Linked DNA regions of Mus musculus: all the other regions are linked to region 2. The links are chromatin contacts, called in public promoter capture Hi-C maps. All regions are on one chromosome and are shown on one strand. The core of a region is the stretch at or near the end of the contact, and the rest is flanking DNA. Distances in the headings are between cores, read along the strand shown.

Region 1 (2,700 bases), core at 98-2,597, 630 kb before region 2:
CATTTAATTGGGGCTGGCTTACAGGTTCAGAGGTTCAGTCCATTATCATCAGGGTTGGAGCATGGCAGCATCCATTCAGGCATGGCACAGGCAGAGCTGAGAGTTCTACATCTTCATCCAAAGGCTGCTAGTAGAAGACTCTCTTCAGTGCCTTCTGTCTGGATTCTGAAGGCTCTGAAACTTGCCTGCAGTCTGTGCTGTCTTCAGTATTTGGAAGATGATTAAAAAAAAAATTCTTGCCGGGCAGTGGTGGCGTATGCCTGTAATCCCAGCACTCGGAAGGCAGAGGCAGGTGGATTTCTGAGTTCGAGGCCAGCCTGGTCTACAAAGTGAGTTCCAGGACAGCCAGAGCTATACAGAGAAACCCTGTCTCAAAAAACCAAAAAAAAAAAAAAAAAAAAAAAAAAAGAACTGTTTAACACTTTGATTTCATATTGAATACTGAGATCAGCAGGAGAAATATTGCAAGTTAAGACTAAAGAACTTTATGCAGGTAGTAGAACATATTGCTTGTTTTTTTGTTTCTTTCGGAAGTTTTATTATATGTCTATTTTGTGTGTATTAAAACATTTAGCATAAGTTCTGTGTTTAAATGAATATACTCTCTATCTCCCAGTACTAGGGATTTGAATCTAGGGACTTGTGCATGCTAGGTAGGCACTCCGTCTGTCACCCCCAGACTTCACATAGGTGTTTGAGTTCAAATCCCAGCAACCACATGGTGGCTCACAACCACCCGCCCTCTTCTGGTGTGTCTGAAGACAGCTACAGTGTACTTACTGAGTGAGTCAGGCCAACTGGAGCGAGTAGAGTCCTAAATTCAATTCCCAACAACTAGATGAAGGCTCACAACCATCTGTACAGCTACAGTGTGTACTCATATATATTAAAAAAAAATAAATCTTTAAAGAAAATTAAAGTGTTCATGGATGAAGTATTTACCACTGATTTGCCTGGGCATAAGAGACACACATGATATCTTTTTTTATAACCACAGGATTCACATGGTAGTTGTCCCTGTTGACATCTAAATTTGGTAAGAAGTCAGCCTGAATACGTTCTCTTTCTGATTGCCTTTTCAGATTTGTTTATATAACATGGGGGCCTAACAGCATCTACAGGTTTAAATTCTATTTTTTCCTAATTATTTGCCCTTAAATATGCTTAAATAAAAATGTATATAATTCATATGTACATTTATTCTGCAGTTCAAGGATTTCCCCCAATGTATGATTTCTTTTTACATTGCCATAGTAACTTTTTTTTTTAAATACACACCAATCATTCATAACTGGTTTTCTGTGGCTTCTCTACCAGAACTGTCAACTTCTCTTTGAGTGCTTCTAACTGTTCCTTCCTGTGAGCATTGCTCAGACTGTCTGTGTCACTGACTTGGCAGGGCTTGGTATATAAAGAACAAGTGTCAGTAATTTGGGGTTGAATGAATGAAGTGTCTGTTGTATATTATCTCCAAATTCATTTTTAGTTTTTGCAGATTTTTCTTTCTCATTCCCTTTTGTAACTCTCTGGCAGTTTCTGTTTTACCATCTCCTTTTAGTCTCTTATTGTAGCAGAGTACATTGTCTTAAATTTTCCTGATATAAGTCAACGCTGAGCCCGTTGATTTGTCTTCAGTTTCTACAGTAAATCTTTCAGAAGGTTCTTTCCTTTATTGTGCTCTGTGCTTTGCCTTCATTTTCATTTAAGAATGTTAGAGGTTTTGTCCAGCTTATTCATCAAGATCAGGGCACAGGGTGTGTGTGTGGGATGTGTTTGGGGTGGGGATGTGTGTGTGTGTGTATGTGTGTGTGTGTATGTGTGAGTGTGTGTATGTGTGTGTGTGTGGGATGTGTTTGGGGTGGGGATGTGTGTGTGTGTGTATGTGTGTGTGTGTACTGAGTTCGTGTCTTTTCCCTGTCACTGGTAGGAAGGAGATCATGGTATGTATTTTATTTTTAGTGCTTATCTCGGTAGAGTGGAGTGAAGGCTGGCAGCAGATCTCTCCAGGTCTTTGACGTTTGCTTCTCTTTGTTGTTAACTCTTCCCTTAATTCCATCTGTTTCCCTGACTTTGGGTGAGCCAAGATATGATGAGAAATGGTTTCAGACAGCCTTGCTGTTGGGAAGATCTTTGTTCTGTGACAGTGAGTGGTTGTCTGCATATCTAAACCACTTGGCCGAAGCAGAGTTGGCTTTAGTTCCTGAGTTAGGTGAAGCCAGAGGGAAGACTGGCCTGGTTTGACTTTGTAGTTTCTCTTAAGAATCCCTCCCCTAGTCAGGATAGGTAGCAGTTAAAGTTCCATGTAGTGTCCCTTCTTTCTCCAAGGTGCCGATCCAAGGGGTTTGAGAGTTTCTTTCTTCACAAGCTTCCTTTAGTATTGTTAAGTCCTAAGGTAGTGTTGACTTAAGTGAGGAATTTTTTACCTTTTTTCCTTTGATTTGTTTTGAGGAATAGAGAAAAAAAATTTCCTAGAATGAAAAAAAGGAAGAAAGAAGGGGAGGAATAAAGGAAGGAAGGAAAGAAGGAAGGAGAGAGGGAGGAAGGAAGGGAGAAAGACAGGGTCACACTACATAGCTTTAGCTATCCCAGAACTCTAGATGTAGATCTCAAACTCACAAAGATCTGCTTGCCTCTGCCTCAGAGTGCTGTGGTTAAAGGTGTGCACTATTATGCCTTGCCAAACTTTTAATTAATGTAATA
Region 2 (2,809 bases), core at 155-2,654:
TGAGCTACAGAGTTTTGTTATCCTCACTCTGCAACTGAGAAGCAGCGCAGACTAAGCAACTTGCAAGTACCTGATCTCAAAGAGGCTGTGCTAGCTCTTACAGATCAATTGCCCACGTTATCGTGGAAGAAGGTACCTAGCTACATTGAGGGCTTGTTTGTTTAATAAAACTAAATTACTTGTTTTCATTATTTCAAAAATGAGAAGGCTCAAGATAAACGAGAACTTTTAGAAAGTTTTAAGTAAGTACATTATCAGAGAATGCACACACTATTTACACAAATAATTAACCCTAACTTTGGCCTGGAACGTTCATTTCAAAAAAGGCCTCTACTTGCTAATAGCTACTTAAAATAAACAAGAGTCTAATGCAATACAGATGGAAACACTAAAAATAAGACACTGTATTAGGTAAATCATTGCAGTGAAGGGGTAGATGCAGCCCTTCCCATCTAAGCAACAGAGAGGAGTGCTCATCACGTCTTCGTCAGGTCCGAGAAACGGAAAGCCCAAATTACATTTTGACCGTCTGTTTTCCTGCATTTTCTTTTCGTTCTTTAAAAAAACAAAAAACTCAGGTCTTACAAACACCCACATTCCCACCTGGTCAGGCTGCGACCTGAAAACCTAAGTAACTCTGAGATACTCTGAAAGGGGCTTTCCTTTCCTTTTATTCCCCCTGTCATTTGCCTGTCCCAGCTAAGCAACACCCAAGTCCAAGTTCAGTGGCCGGACCGGAACTCGCCTAGAAAGCACGGTGAAGTGGGGCAGGGAAGGGACGAAGGGTGTCTTCGCGGACGGCGCCTGGTCTTCACGTGCAAGTCGGCGTGCGACTCCCCGTGGGCTCGCCGGAGCCTTCCTGACAGCCCGGGGCCAAACTGCCAGGGATGCCTCCCTTGCCCAGCGGAGGCCAAGGGTCACCAGCACCCGGCCCCACCGGGACGCGAGGCTTCAGCCAGCGCCTCCCCCAACCTCACGGCTCGCGCCGCCCGCCCGCCCGCCCGGGAACCGCCGCCCCGCTTTACATAACTTGAAGGGCGAGGCGGGCAGCTGCAGGTGGCGGCGCCGGGCTGGCCAAGGACCGAAGCCACGAGAAACCGCGCCGCCGTCTCCCGCGACCCTGGAGCGGCGACCCCGTTACCTTTCCAAATGCCCAGGGAGAGCTGGGACTCGTCCAGGTTCACCACATAGTCTCCCAGGAACCGGTTCAACACTTCCACGACCACCGACTCGAATACCATTTTTTTTCCTCTCTGCCGCGGAGGGCACCGCGGCACTACCCGGGCTGCTCCTCCCTCGAGACGGCTCGGCTTACCGGCTCCCGGCCCGCTCCAGCTACGGTGCGGGTGCTGCCGGGTCCCCTCAACCCGACCGCGAGCCCCACAGAAGGAAGGTAGCCGCTCGCACCACGCGTGCGCAGCTCGGGCTGCGCGTGGGGGCGTGACCGACGCGGAACTGGAGGCGCGGCCGGGAGCGAGAGTGAAGGACGGCGGCTGCGCAGCCGCGGGCCCGCCCTTGCCCGCGAGCGGACCGCCGGGCCTCTCCCGCCGGCCGCGCCTCCTATCCGTCGCTTAGCAACAGAACACCAGTCGAGCGCTGGAGACCCCGCCCCGGAATGATTCTCCTTTTTACCCGCAGCGAACTTTCTCTAGGAGGCGGGGCGTGATGATAACCGACAGGAACGCCGCTTCCGAAAGAGAAAACTAAGATCGCGGGATCCAAAGAGTGGAGAGTGTACAGCTTGGTGCGAGGTTGCGGGAAGTTTCCTGAGGCAGTTTCCCAGGACGCTTTTCCCCCATTATTACCAGTTGTGAGGTTCGGCCAGCCTTGGTGCTTGGGTACTTCCTGACGTTCTCCCTTCTCCTGGCAAGGATGCGAACTGGCCCTTCAGTTGCCTTCCCTTACTTCCTCAGCTACTAATCTGTGCTGAGGAGGGGCGAGGGAGAGTAAAGTTGGGAGATAAATTCCAAGTTCTTAATGTGCAACTGCTCTTGGCACCTTTTTCCGGTCAAATCATTTATGTGAAAGCCGCCAGTCATGTTAAAGAGTAGCACGTTTGAGTCAGTCCGGAGACAGCAGAGAGCCTGCCAAGAACCAAGAAAGACACCTCTGAGCCTTAGTGGCCAAGCTAAAATAAGTAGTGTCTCCGCTCCACGCTTGGACTTAGAGAAAATTGGTCCCAAAGTCCTGAGGTCACAAGACAGAGGTGCAACTTACAGAACCGACATTAATCCTCTGAGGATTTCAGAGGCAGCAGTACACTTTCAACTTTCTCTTCGCAAGGCACATCCTGATTTGGCACTGAGTGTATTTTGTGCATAGTCATCAAGTATCTCAAATTTATTTCAGAAAAAAAAAAGAGCAAAAATAGTGTAAACTTTTTTAAGCTTTTAAAGAATATATTAGCATATATTTTACAAAATAATGGGTTTCATTATAACATCTTGATAAATGTGTATATTTTGGTCGTTTATTACCCATGACTCTTTCTTGTCCTATTGACTGATTCCTTCTTCCCAAATAGGACCCCTTCTGTTTTCATGGATTTTTCTATCAAGATTCTAAACCTTCATCCATGTTGGTTTTTTTTAATGAGTTTTTATTTAGCACAATTTTAAATTTCATTTGTGTGTGTGTATAAGTGTTTTCTACATCCGTACCTGGTACCCTCAGGAATAGCTCTCTGGTTATTGGCGTTACAGGAGGTTGTGAGCCTCCATGTGGGTGGGTGCTGGCAACGGAGTTCAGGTCCTCTGAAGCAAATGCTATTAGGCAGTGTCGTCTCTTGAGCCTATTCTAAAATTTGATC
Region 3 (2,807 bases), core at 289-2,788, 860 kb before region 2:
AATTTTGAAAGCTTCGAAACTAAATCAAGAAGGCTTACTACATTGAAGTTAATCGCACATGCCTGTAATTCCTACATGCTGACTATTTTTGTCAACTTGACACTGTGGGCGGTGCCACCCCCGGGCTGGTGATCCTGAGTGCTATAAAGACTGAGAAAGCCACGGAGAGCAGGCCAGAAAGCAGCGCCCCTCCATGGCCTCTGCGTCAGCTCCTGCCTCCAGGTCCCTGTCCTCATTGCTTTTGATAATGAACTGTTATAGGGAACTGTGAGTGAAATAAACCCTTCCTTCCACTAGTTGCTTTTGGCCACAGTGTTTCATCACAGCAATAGTAACCCTAAGTAAGACACTGCTCTCTTGGGAGGTGGAGGCAGGAATAGTTCAAAACCAGCGTGCGGTACAAAGTAAATTCTAGGCTAGCCTGTACTGAGAGACACTGCCTTACCTAACCTGGCAAAAACAAAACAAAACAAACAAACAAACAAACAAACAAAAAACCCAGAGCTTTCCAAAACAGAGAGGGATGGGGGTGGGGGAGATCTCCCAGAAGGTCCCACAGTTCTACCAAAGACCGTCATGTAAGATGAACTGCAATGGCTGCAGAAAAAGCCCTGTTCTCAGCTTGTGTCGCTGTCCCTACAAAAGAAAGGCGTCTTTCCCTCTCTCACACTATCCTGTTTCTACCCCAACAGAGACCGTGGTGTCCCGGGGAGATCGCCAGGGTTCAACAAAAGATAATTGTACAATTCTTGGCCATGCCTGCGAGCTGTGGCAAGCGGTTACCAGATAGCAGCTTGGACAGCTGGTCCATGGGCTCCCGGCCACGAGAGGCATCTCATTCCGCACAGCTGGGGTGCGGGAGGAACCCGTGCAGGATGGGACGGGATGACACACCGATCAAGTGAATGGAACTTGGCCAAACAGACCAAAGCCTTTCAGAGTCTGAGGAGACAGGCAGGTTTCCAGGAGAAAGGCTTAAGGGCTGGGTGGGTTCGGTGGAGGCGAAGAGGGAGAAGCCGGCAGCTTTCAATTTCCGAGTTCTGAGGACTATGCTCCCAGCGCCCGGAGCTTAGCCTGCGCTCCCCGGAAGGAAACGTGCCGCCCCGACCGCCCATTCATTCACACTCCTACGCTCGCCTGTGCACGCGGGAGCCGCAGAGGCCACGCCACCAGGAGGCCGGCTGGAAGTGAACGCCCGCGTCTGTGCACAGGAGCGCATTTCGGCCTCAGCAACTATCTCTCCACGGCGGCATCCCTGCTCACCGCTGTCTGTATCTCAACACCCGCATCCCGACGCCCCACATCCCGATGCCCGCACTCCGACCAAACCCCAGCCACCTTACCGAGTGTGGCAGCTTGGCAGGCCCGGGCCCAAAGTTAACCACTTGCTTGGTGGCTTCCATGGTGCTAAGGCGACAGCAGGGGAAGTGGCAGGAGCAGAGACCACGCGAACAGCCCGCGTCTCCGGATGCAAAGGCAGAGCGGGCTTCAGCCTGCTGAGTCGGCGCTCCATTGGTTCGCTGTCTCAGGCCGCTCACTGATTGGCTCTCGCTCAGAAGCTCCCCTCCCTATTGGCCACGCTCACTATCGGAGTCTACGATCAATCAACTCCTCCTGGAGTTTAGAATTTCAATCGGCTTTAGCGGTCAACGCAAGAGAGCAGGGGATTGCACCAGCCACCCGCGTGGCGAGGTGCCTTCTGCCTTCGCGCACCTCTGGGCGCAGAGTCCCCTGCCCTGGCCTCTGAACAACTTCGAGGTGGCGCGCAAACCCATTGCTCCTGGCCCACCTCCAGCTGAGCTGGGCTATGCTGCATTTGTCCCAGAGCCAGTCCCCACTGTTCACCGGACTTTCCTAAGACCCTCACAGACACTCCGACGTAGAGACAGGACACTCAAAGAAGGAGGTGCAGCGTGTAGAAATGGTTGAAGAGTGCGGTCATAGGATTGTGACCTGGTGCACCTGATAATCCCAGCAGGGTAAATCAGGAGGATAGCTACGTGGAGGCCAGCCACACTACGTGGAGGGTCCCTGTCTCAAAAATCACATACGAAGCCTTTGTATTTGCACTTGCGCTCTAGCTCACTGCCCCACGGGTGGCTACGAACTTTGGGGGCAGCCCCACCCCACCCCTACCGCCACCCCCACCCTCATCGCGGACAGCCTCTTTCAAGTCGCTGAGTCTCTGTTCTCTCATTATCTCTTTCATGAACTGAGGAGCAGGAACCTGAATGTTGGCTCTTGTGCAGGAGGTCCTCAAGTTGTGAGGAGGTATTAACGGGAGCACAATATAGTCAGGGCCGGAGGAATGTGGCCCTGAGCCGAGCTGGGCACAGTGCCACATCTGTTCAAACTTTTCCACACAAGTTCCCTTTTCAAAGGAGTTGTGCTGGAGGCTCGCTTGAGATTCTGGAACAAGAAGGCCCCTTCTATGCTAGGGTAGTTCTTTTGAAGTCCAGAACATTTTAAAAGCATTTTTCCCTCTACTTTGCAGTTTCACCCAGATTCCTTTACTATGAAAACATTTTCCCAAGTTCTTTTGTACAATGGATGGCAGGAATAGGCACCGTGCCTACTGAGCGTTAATGCTGATCTCCGCATCTGTGGCCTCAGTTTGACAGGCGTGCAATTCAGCCTTTGAGCATTTGGGCTCTTGTTTGTTTCCCATAACCTGTAGAAGGGGTGTGGCTGTGAACAGAAACACTGCTTTGAGTCTGGGAGTAGTAGAGCAAAATTGTTAGAAAAGGCCGAATAAAGCCAGGTCCACGGCCTTCTTCAGCACCTTAGTTTAAAAACTTACATAGCTG

The links. Promoter capture Hi-C pulls out the DNA fragments that hold promoters and counts their contacts. Capture Hi-C pulls out chosen DNA fragments and counts their contacts.
Region 1: a promoter capture Hi-C map of the HPC-7 cell line shows a contact between it and region 2, with 3 times the contacts expected there. A contact is called at or near these places in 6 of 39 promoter capture datasets (the C10 cell line, the HPC-7 cell line, hematopoietic stem and progenitor cells and 2 more), 1 of 484 Hi-C or Micro-C datasets (LSK cells) and 1 of 130 datasets of targeted methods (large pre-B cells).
Region 3: a contact with region 2 is called in a promoter capture Hi-C map of adipose tissue, with 2.7 times the contacts expected there. A contact is called at or near these places in 2 of 484 Hi-C or Micro-C datasets (CD4 T cells and Th1 cells), 1 of 130 datasets of targeted methods (extraembryonic endoderm stem cells) and 2 of 9 other capture datasets (adipose tissue and liver).

What each region holds. Positions count from the first base shown.
Region 1 is chr19:16,153,319-16,156,018 of GRCm38.p6, forward strand. All of the region lies in intron 1 of Gnaq (guanine nucleotide binding protein, alpha q polypeptide), which reads left to right. Among named protein-coding and RNA genes, the nearest start is that of Gnaq, 22 kb to the left of the region's middle.
Region 2 is chr19:16,779,529-16,782,337 of GRCm38.p6, forward strand. It overlaps Vps13a (vacuolar protein sorting 13A), which reads right to left and starts at 1,405. Exons shown (of 72, transcript NM_173028.4): 1 at 1,142-1,405. The coding sequence starts at 1,241.
Region 3 is chr19:15,923,521-15,926,327 of GRCm38.p6, forward strand. It overlaps Psat1 (phosphoserine aminotransferase 1), which reads right to left and starts at 1,539. Exons shown (of 9, transcript NM_177420.2): 1 at 1,344-1,539. The coding sequence starts at 1,403.